Regions from separate parts of the Zea mays genome. Here region 1 is linked to region 2. Evidence: chromatin contacts called from public Hi-C data. All regions are on one chromosome and are shown on one strand. The core of a region is the stretch at or near the end of the contact, and the rest is flanking DNA. Distances in the headings are between cores, read along the strand shown.

Evidence for each region. A called contact is a pair of places that touch in the nucleus more often than the background predicts.
Region 1: a contact with region 2 is called in a Hi-C map of tassel, with 2.6 times the contacts expected there. The contact joins the promoter of LOC100279225 here to the promoter of LOC100383217 in region 2. A contact is called at or near these places in 2 of 25 Hi-C or Micro-C datasets (ear and tassel) and 1 of 3 datasets of contacts at active chromatin or transcription factors (leaf).

The regions. Positions count from the first base shown.
Region 1 is chr1:261,284,115-261,288,481 of Zm-B73-REFERENCE-NAM-5.0, reverse strand. It overlaps LOC100279225, which reads right to left and starts at 2,104. Exons shown (of 5, transcript NM_001152249.1): 1 at 1,008-2,104; 2 at 1-237. The coding sequence starts at 2,039.
Region 2 is chr1:261,172,744-261,177,217 of Zm-B73-REFERENCE-NAM-5.0, reverse strand. LOC100383217 reads right to left here and starts at 1,779. Exons shown (of 5, transcript NM_001175879.1): 1 at 1,306-1,779; 2 at 1,121-1,207; 3 at 720-1,017; 4 at 497-630; 5 at 1-371. The coding sequence starts at 1,638. The coding sequence ends at 174.

The sequences.
Region 1 (4,367 bases), core at 855-3,354, 110 kb before region 2:
AAATTTTGAAATAGTGGGGGCAGGGACAATTTCCCAGTATTGGTTAAGAATACGAGAGATTCCTTCAACTGCAACTGTTCTTATTTCTGGGTATTCATCCATGAGGAGCCTGTCTATCAAGAAGAACTGCTTCTCTAGGAGAGGATCATTAACATCCTTAGTCACATCTGGATCTTCGAGGGGAAACAAATCTAACAGAAGATGCAAAGCATTATGGCGAACATTGGAGTTTGCAACCTGACGAACAGTAGCCAGTTCAGATAAGGCAAAGGAAATCTGGCTAAATGTAAATAGTCATATATTATCATTACTATAATATAAGATATGCTCAATGATACTCTGTAAAGCAGAAAACTAAACAAATTACTAGTCCAGTTTTTGACAATCAAGTTGAATTCAACTTAAGCTTATTGGGTTTTCCATGCCATTGACATTTCATGATTTATTGGGACGTGAGAGGAACATAATACACCCACATAGTACCAACGATTTCTTCATTTCTTGATAAACTTAATCTAGTAAAGAATGAGTTCTCCGATCCTTAATGCGTGAAGTCAAAAGAACCTGACGAGATGTGAAAAAAACGAACGGAGCATGTTATTGGGCATCTTAAAATGGCACCACCTAGCTTTCCTAGGAACACGATTAAGCACTAGATGCCACCCTGCTGTCAGCCTAGCACATAATGCCTTTAGGAACTCTGATGTGGTCAACCATATATGGAAGCTAAGCATTGACGATATTCAGTAAACTATGGGATGTATTATGTCAGAGATCACTTGAGTATTCTTCAAATCAAGCTAGTATGTGAAAGCATTATATCAAATCTCCACATCCTATTAATCTTCTGCCTAAATTCAATTGAAGGGGTAAATAACATATAACAGCAAGCAATTACATTCAGTGTTTCTATTATCTGCTAATTTCATCTCAATCCCGCTGGAATTATTAGTAGTCACACACACACTGCCAACCACCACGAGAAAGACAAGACAAGGCATATATACCTGCAACGAACGGAACAACACAGGTTCGGCAAGCTGGAACACCAACTTTTCAACCCCAGCAACCGCCCTCTGCTCCACGAAAGGCGACAGGATCTTCCTGGCCGCCTTGGCCACCTCCTTGCTCCCTGCGTGTACGGCGCCCTCCACCATCCCCTGCAGGAACGCCTCCCCGACCTCCCCCTTGACCCAACCCCCGTCCTTCCATGCCCTGAAGACGACCTCCCCGTAGGCTACAACCGCGGCGCGCTTGGCCCCGGTCATCCCCACCTGCGCCCTGATGAGCTCCAGCCCATCCCTGGCGATCCCCTCGCTGACCCCGAGCACGAGTGCGAGGAACTTCCTCCCTTCCTCGGCCTTGAGGAAGAGCGGCGAGACGAAGCAGCGAAGCAGGAGCATCTTGAAATCAGAAATGCTCTGGTCGTCGTCGTAGTCGAGCAGCGGCAGCGCGTCGCGGAGCGCGAAGAGGCGGCGGAGGATCGGCCTGGCGCTGGTGCCGGAGGTGAGCGCCAGGGCCACGAGGTAGGGCAGCGTCTGCGCAACTAGGGCTTCGCGTCCAGGCGCGTCGGCGCGCCAGGCGAGCTCGAAGCACGCGGCGGCAAGGGCTGCGAGCGGTGGGTCGGCGGTGGCGAGGAGCGCGAGGCGACCGTGGAGCAGCGCGAGCGGGCAGACGAGGTCTTCCCATCTAGGCGGGTGGGTGGGGTGTGTGACGAGCAGGTGGAGGAGGACGGCGGCGGGGCGTGGAGGAGGGGGTGGGGGCGGGGGTGCGTCGGAAGTGGAGCCGGCGTCGGGGTCGGAGGGGGTAGCGAGGGCTAGGGTGAGCGCTTGCGGGAGAGAGATGAGGAGCGGGTGGGAGACGGGGAGCGAGTGCACGAGTTGCTTGAGTTGGGGCGGGGCTTTGAGTGCGGCGGTGGCGGCGGCCGGGATGAGCGTGGCGGCAAGCGCGAGGAGGTCGGCGGAGGAGGAGGGGACGGAGTCGTCCCCGGCGCCAGCGGGAGTCCCGCCACGGCGGGGGCGGCGGCGCGCGGGCGGCATTGGGCGGGGACGTCGGGGATTTGGGGGCGGGGTTTCGAAATGGTGCGCGGGATCGACGGGGAATTTTTCAAGGGGCGATAGTGTGAGAGTGAGACATGATAGAGAAAGCCACAGAGAACTAGAGGAAGAGCACCGGTGGTGGTAGAGATGGCAATGGGTACCCGAAACCCGAATACCCGACGGGTTTTACCCGATATGAAGGCGGGTACGGGATGATTTCTCTACCCGCGGGTATGTTAATGGGTAAAAACCTCTACCCGTTGGGTAGATGGGTACGGGTATGGGTTGGTACTACCCATACCCGTCTACCCGTGGGTAAAATATACCCGCATCAATAGCACTATAAACATCTAATAGAGTCTAACTTAGCTAGAATAAAACTCTTCTCTAATTATCATTTGTCTAGATACTAAGTTATGTAATCATATAATTTGTTATATGTGAAATTGAAGTTGTTTTTATATGTTTCTTTAATATTTTGAGTGATTGGTATATTGGAATTTAATTCTTTCCTAGCGGGTACGGTTTACCCGACGGGTAAAAATACCCGCGCGGGTATGGGTATGGGTAAGATTTTATACCCGCGAGTATATATGGGTAACCCGACGGGTATAATTTTTTTTGATGGGTACGGGTATGGAATGGTACTACCCGACGGGTATGTACCCGTTGCCATCCCTAGGTGGTGGGTTGTAGTGCCCAGTGGGCTGTTGCAGCAGCAACTGTTTGAGCAACACGGATCCGGGCCTTTCTAGTAGAAGGGCAGCATATGCGGCCCGAGGGCCCGTGTCACTTCTCTATTTTTGTTCTTTCCAAAGCATACATTAATTTTACTTAAAGTAACTATATATCCGATTTTTTATTTTTTATGTCTAACCCTAAAGAGGATCTCTATTCTCTAGAAATTGTCATGTAGGTGATGGGCCATTGGACTACTCAAAGTGGCTTAGAGCCTTCACTATGGAGGTCGTCTTCTCGCTCGAGTTCTCACCACTTGTTAGTAAGTGTCTCCTTCCTTAAATACCTTCGAGGACATCTTTAGAGGTCTATGTGGACCTTTGGGTGTTGGGACCGCCAACCTGGTTTCATAACCTTCACCGAGGGTCCATCTTGCCTTCAACATCGACCACTTCACACACCCCTTGATGATCCTTTGCACGCACTAGAGCTAGTACTACAACTCCTTCATTTATGAAAACTTACAAGGTCATGTTAGGATTTGTTAGAGAACCCCCAGGCCTAAGGTTTCGCTCCCCAACATGTAATGATAAAAATGATACTATCATTATTGATAGAAGCCACATACAGCAATGCTAGCTTGTATTGAATAAAAAATCATAACTCTTTCATATAAGGTCACATTATGATAAAATTTATATTAAAATTGTAGAGTTCAAAGATATTGAAACTTTGTGGTTGATATTTGTTGGAGAGAAAACTCTAGTCGGGTGACGGAATTCACCCACCTAATCCTCCCAGGGGGCGGGGCATCAAATTTTAACTCTTGTTTTGGTGGTAGCTAGCCTCAACCAATTGAGACCTGGGGGGCAGGGTACCAAGAAGAGAAGTAAGTCCTCCCTCTGCGTCAAATGACAAAAATTGACAATGTCGCATGTGCCAAGGTCAAACGCAAGCATATAATATACAGATAAGTTCCAATGTCATCTTTCGCAAGTTCTTAAGATATATTACATCAGCGAAAGCCAAAAGTTGATGCTAGTTTCGTGGTCCAGGATCTCATTTGCCTCGCTGCAGTTCTGGCTCCTAAGCATCCGGTGAATCACGCGTGAAACGAGCAACAACAGCATAGCAGCATCCTGGATACTTGCCTGGGCTTCATCTGCTGCTTCAGCCACCGGATCTTCAATGACATGTACCAAGGAGATGGAGGGATCATGCCTCCAGAAGCACGTGAGGACATGTTATGCCACCATCCGAGGACCTGAACTGTCGGGTGCGTGATATGAGCGCACATGAGTACCTGCTTGGGAGCTGTGGAGGGGGTAAAACCCATTTTTACCACCTGGCGCCATGCCAAAGCGTCACGTGCGTGACCAGATGATCTACCCTGCATGGGGGGCACAGGTCAGTGAGCCGCGGCGATTGATATAACAACAGGAGATCTGACGACTAACATGATAATGGGCATGCCACAACTAAGCAGTCGGCACAATCAGGTTACCTTAAGCAAGATTGTTGATTATGGCCCCACCTGCGGGCTCAGAGCCTCTCCCGAGGTGGGCCAGGGGGCCACTGTTGGTACCCCATAATTGGGGTACCCTCTGCTAGTGTCTCAAGGCAGATACCCATGTGGTTAGCCCTATCCAC
Region 2 (4,474 bases), core at 530-3,029:
CGTGCTGCGCGCGCGCCGCGTGATCAATCAAACAACTGAAAAGTCAAAGCTGGAAGAAGAAAAAAAAACTACAGTTGGCGAAGAAGATTAGCCCCGGCAGGCCGCCACAGCCGCACAGCACAGGACAAGTGGCAAAAAAAAAAAAACGATCGTGTCCCGGCCGGCGGTGCTTCTCATGGGCCAATGCTCGGCATCTCCAGCCGCGCCCTCTTGCTCCGGCCCGCCGTGGCCGCGAACGAGGAGGCCGCGTCGGCCGACTCGTACGTCATCGAGCCGGAGCTGGATGGCGGCGGTCTCTTGTCCGCCAGCTTGCTCGGCGTAGGCGAGGAGCTCTCGCTCAGCATCGTGCTGTAGCAGGCGTGCACGTCGTCCTGATTGATCACCGGGAGGAACCGCGCGCACAGACGATGTGAGGTTTTCATGAGTTCATTCTCGAGACGTGTCGGGAACAGTCGAACAGAGTGCGTGTACAAGGAGCAACCGAGCAAGCACGGACCTTGTCGAGCAGGCAGGACGGAGTGAGGCTGCTCATATTGCACTCCAGCGCTTCCTTTGTCATGGCGCCGTGGGCCGCCGCCAGGACGGCGGCGACGGCCACGGTGGACGGCCGGTAGTCGAGCACACTGGCAGCTGCGAGAACAGAGCACGAACACGGATGCATTCAGGTTCCCAGGCATGGATGGGAGGGAGATGGGCGACAATGCATGTGGTTGGCTAACCTTCCGCGGCGGAGAAGATAAGCGCGGCGGCCTTGGCGGCAACGAGCCCGCCGCCGCCGCCTCGGCGTAGCCTGGAGGAGAGCCAGGGGAGGTAATCCAGCGGCGTGACACCGCCCATGCGCCACCCCAGCGTTGACAGCACCAGCAGCTCCACGCGCCGGATGCAGACGCTGCTGAAGTCGTAGTCGTCGTGGGCGCGGAACTCGGACAGCGCCGGCGCGCGGTACTCCTCCATCTTCGCCGCCAGGGACAGGCACGCCACCGCCAGCAGCCGCGCCGCCCAGGGCATCACTGACACCTGCAGTCCACGCACAGCACATTCATACCATACCGCGTCAGTGAATCGGCGGCGCCGTCAGTGAAATCGACCGTGGTTGGGATGGGATGTACGGATGACGCACGTCCATGCACCGGCGGAGGCAGAAGCGGTCCATGTAGGAGACGGCCAGGTACGCCGCGCGGTGGGAGAAGCCGAAGTAAGCCCGCGTCTGCAAATCGGGCGGCTGCGTGCGGTCAGAGAACGAAACGGAAGTCGATTAAAGACGGACGATGCTCCATCGTGCTGGCTCGTCGGCCGAGCGATCACCTCAAGGACCCACGCGACGGTGGCGTGGCGCGCGCAGCGGAACCACTCGTCGGATGACGACGCCGTGGACGAAGGGCGCGTCTCGGCGCCGGCGTCGGAGGAGACGGGCGAGGAGGAAGGGGAGCAGCAGAAGCTGCTCTCCTTGGACACGAGGTAGTCCATGTACTCCTCCTCCTGGTCCTCACCGGCGTCGCTGTGAGCAACGACGGCCGGCTCGCCGTCGTCGGCGCTCTCCGCGGAGCCACCGGCGTCGAGGTCGGCGCCGTCCTCCAGGCACATGAGGGAGAGGGAGGAGCCGCCCGAGCCGTCCTCCTCTGCTCCCCGTTCCCCCATTGTGGAACCGATCCGCCCGAGTACGACGTCGGAAGCTGGCGGTGGATCGGACCGGAGGAACCTGTTAAAGATCCACCAGTGTATATTCCGGCAGCGGTAGCTGGCCGTGGAAGCGCAATGGCGCTGTGGTGCAGGAGGTGGAAGAGCACCAGCGAGGCAGCGAGGTGGCTAGCTGGTGCTTGAGCCGATCACACCTCTATTTTAAAAGTGGAAAGTAATTCTTTACTGCAAATAATCTCTTTTATAGCACCTCATATCTAACACCTGTTAATTCATATAAATAAAAAAACAAAATACTAAAAAATTAAGTTGTAAATTTTGATCTGTTTTTTGTCTCCGGTAGATATGAGATGTGAGGAGCTATAAAAGAGTGTTTACATCCTATATGTAAAAAAACATTAAGGTCTTGTTTGTTTCTATCGGATTGCACCCGAAATCGTTCCAGCTAATCAAAGTTTATATAAATTAGAGAAACAATCTAGTTAAGAATCGTTCCGACCCATCAATCCGGTACAAATGAACAAAGCCTAAGTGGCGCTCTGTCTCGCCCCACTCTCTTGTACGCACAGAGAGAGTGAGATTGTGTCAGTTCCACTCGTCTGCTAATCACTGCGCGTACTTGATTCTTTTTTTTTCTGAATGACCTCGGCTTGCTGTTGGTCAAGAAATAAAGATACTCTATAGGAGTGTGATGTACTTGGATATTACTTTCCTGAATGACCTCGGCTTGTTGTTGGTCAAGCAAGAATACGAATACCCCTTGGTTACGCATCGACTGAATTCATGATGTCGTGTTGCTGGCCGAGATTTAAATTTAAATTTATAAATTTGACGAGGCAGGTGCGGTGCCGCGCCGTAGTCAGTGCAGATGCCAATCACCGGGCTTGACCGGCGATGCCATCCATGTCCGCCTCTGCACTTCTCTGACTTGGAGGTGCTCGAATGATGTGCGCAGCAGTGCAGCTCTCAGAACCACGGATCGGACATCTTGGTGTAGACTGTAGACGTGCAGTGCTGGAGGCTGGAGCAAAGAAGCCAAAAGGACGGCTAGAGGTAGATGGGTTAAATAAGAGGTTTTTAATATATATATATAGTTTATACTAGGTGGATGCCCGTGCGTTGCAACGGAAACATATCGTCAGTATAGGAAACACAGCTTCTACCAATCTGGTATCAAAGGTCTCGACGATCATAAGCTCTGCCGCTGCCCTCAGGCAGCAGCTGCCGCCAGCATCAATGTGCTCTGCTCTGTGTTGTGTGCTATCTCTCTGTCTTAATTGTTTTTATACTTGCACTTCAATACTTATCTGTGGTATAAGCTATCTTTGAAGTGCATGGTATTTTGAGACAGAAACTTCATTTCTGCTACGACCTACTCGAAGTGTCTTTCATTCCACCGTGATCCGGTCTTCGAGTATAGTAAGAATTTCTAGTTTTAAGTAATATTTTTTTATTCGCCTATTCACCCCCTCTAGGCGACTTCTAGATCATGTTCCCGGGCAAAGAGAACTTTCAGCAACTCGCCGCCACCATTTCCTCACCGAAGATCAAGGAACTGCATGAGCTTCCTCGACCACCTGTTAACACATCAAAAAATACAACATCCCCAACTTTAGTTGCCCACTCTGCCCCATTGGTACCAAATCCTGCATCTTTGACACCCAAGGTTCAAGATCATTTTAGGACAAGACAAACGCTCCAAAGAACTGCTTCACCTTTACCAACTCCACCACCTAGTTCTATAGCCCACATTTTTTCTATACCTTATAGGGTATTCAGACAGTAAAGAGACAGAAGATCAACACAAGGGAGCTGCTAGAATGAGTCTTTCTTCTCTTCCTTCAGCACAAACATTCTTGGAAGATCGTCAGCCGTTGTCAGCAGCAGCTGGATCGGTCAGCAAAACATAGGGTGAGTTTTCACTACCCGTAACCTCACAACTTTTTAACATTGGTGCACTTGAAGCCTCCATGGGAAGGTGTTGTTCTATGTTCATTGATCATAATAATAATAAAGTAAAACAAAGTTGAATAGTCCCTTTTTAAGAAAAACTACAAAATAGATACAAAGCTGGCATTCCTATGTGAAGGTCTGAGGGAAACAAACAATATGAATAGTTCAGGGTTGATCTCTAGAAGGAACTTTCCCATTAAAGAACATTTGGTGCCACCTTTAGCAGGGGAATGAACATAACTGCCATACGGTGATGAGGTAAAAAAACATGGTAATCTCCTTTGGTTTCCTACAAAACAAGCAAGATGCTATTAGTAACTTATCAAAATGTGTAGCATCATCTACCACCTAAAACTCAATAACAACTTTTGTTCCTATTAAAGACATAAATCGTTTGTTACATAGAGTCACAGACACCTACTATCATATAAAAATCATTCATTCTGCTATTGTTTTCAAAGAGATAGTACATGCACAATCATAAAAACAAAAGGGAATCAACAAGCCTTTCTTTATTTTTCTGTTTGAATCCACATGATGATTCTGGCGCGAACTGGCTTGTTCTGTGTGCTGGTATGGATGATGAGGTAGGACAATCATGGGTGGCAGCACAAGACATACATGCAACAAGACGAGATGGTTGCGCATTGGTTAGCAGTTAGCACCGGCTGTGTCCATGTGCCTACTATAATAATGCATGTTCATCGTCCAACAGTCGTAATCAAATCCAAAGATTCCACATCTTGAGAAAGGAAACAAAACTTGATACTACATTGCAATGTGCCTGCACAATGATAGGGACGTTTGACTCATACGAACGCGATGCACAAGGTGGGCTTAGATGTACGTGCTCTGATTAGTAATTTTATTAGTGCATTGACCA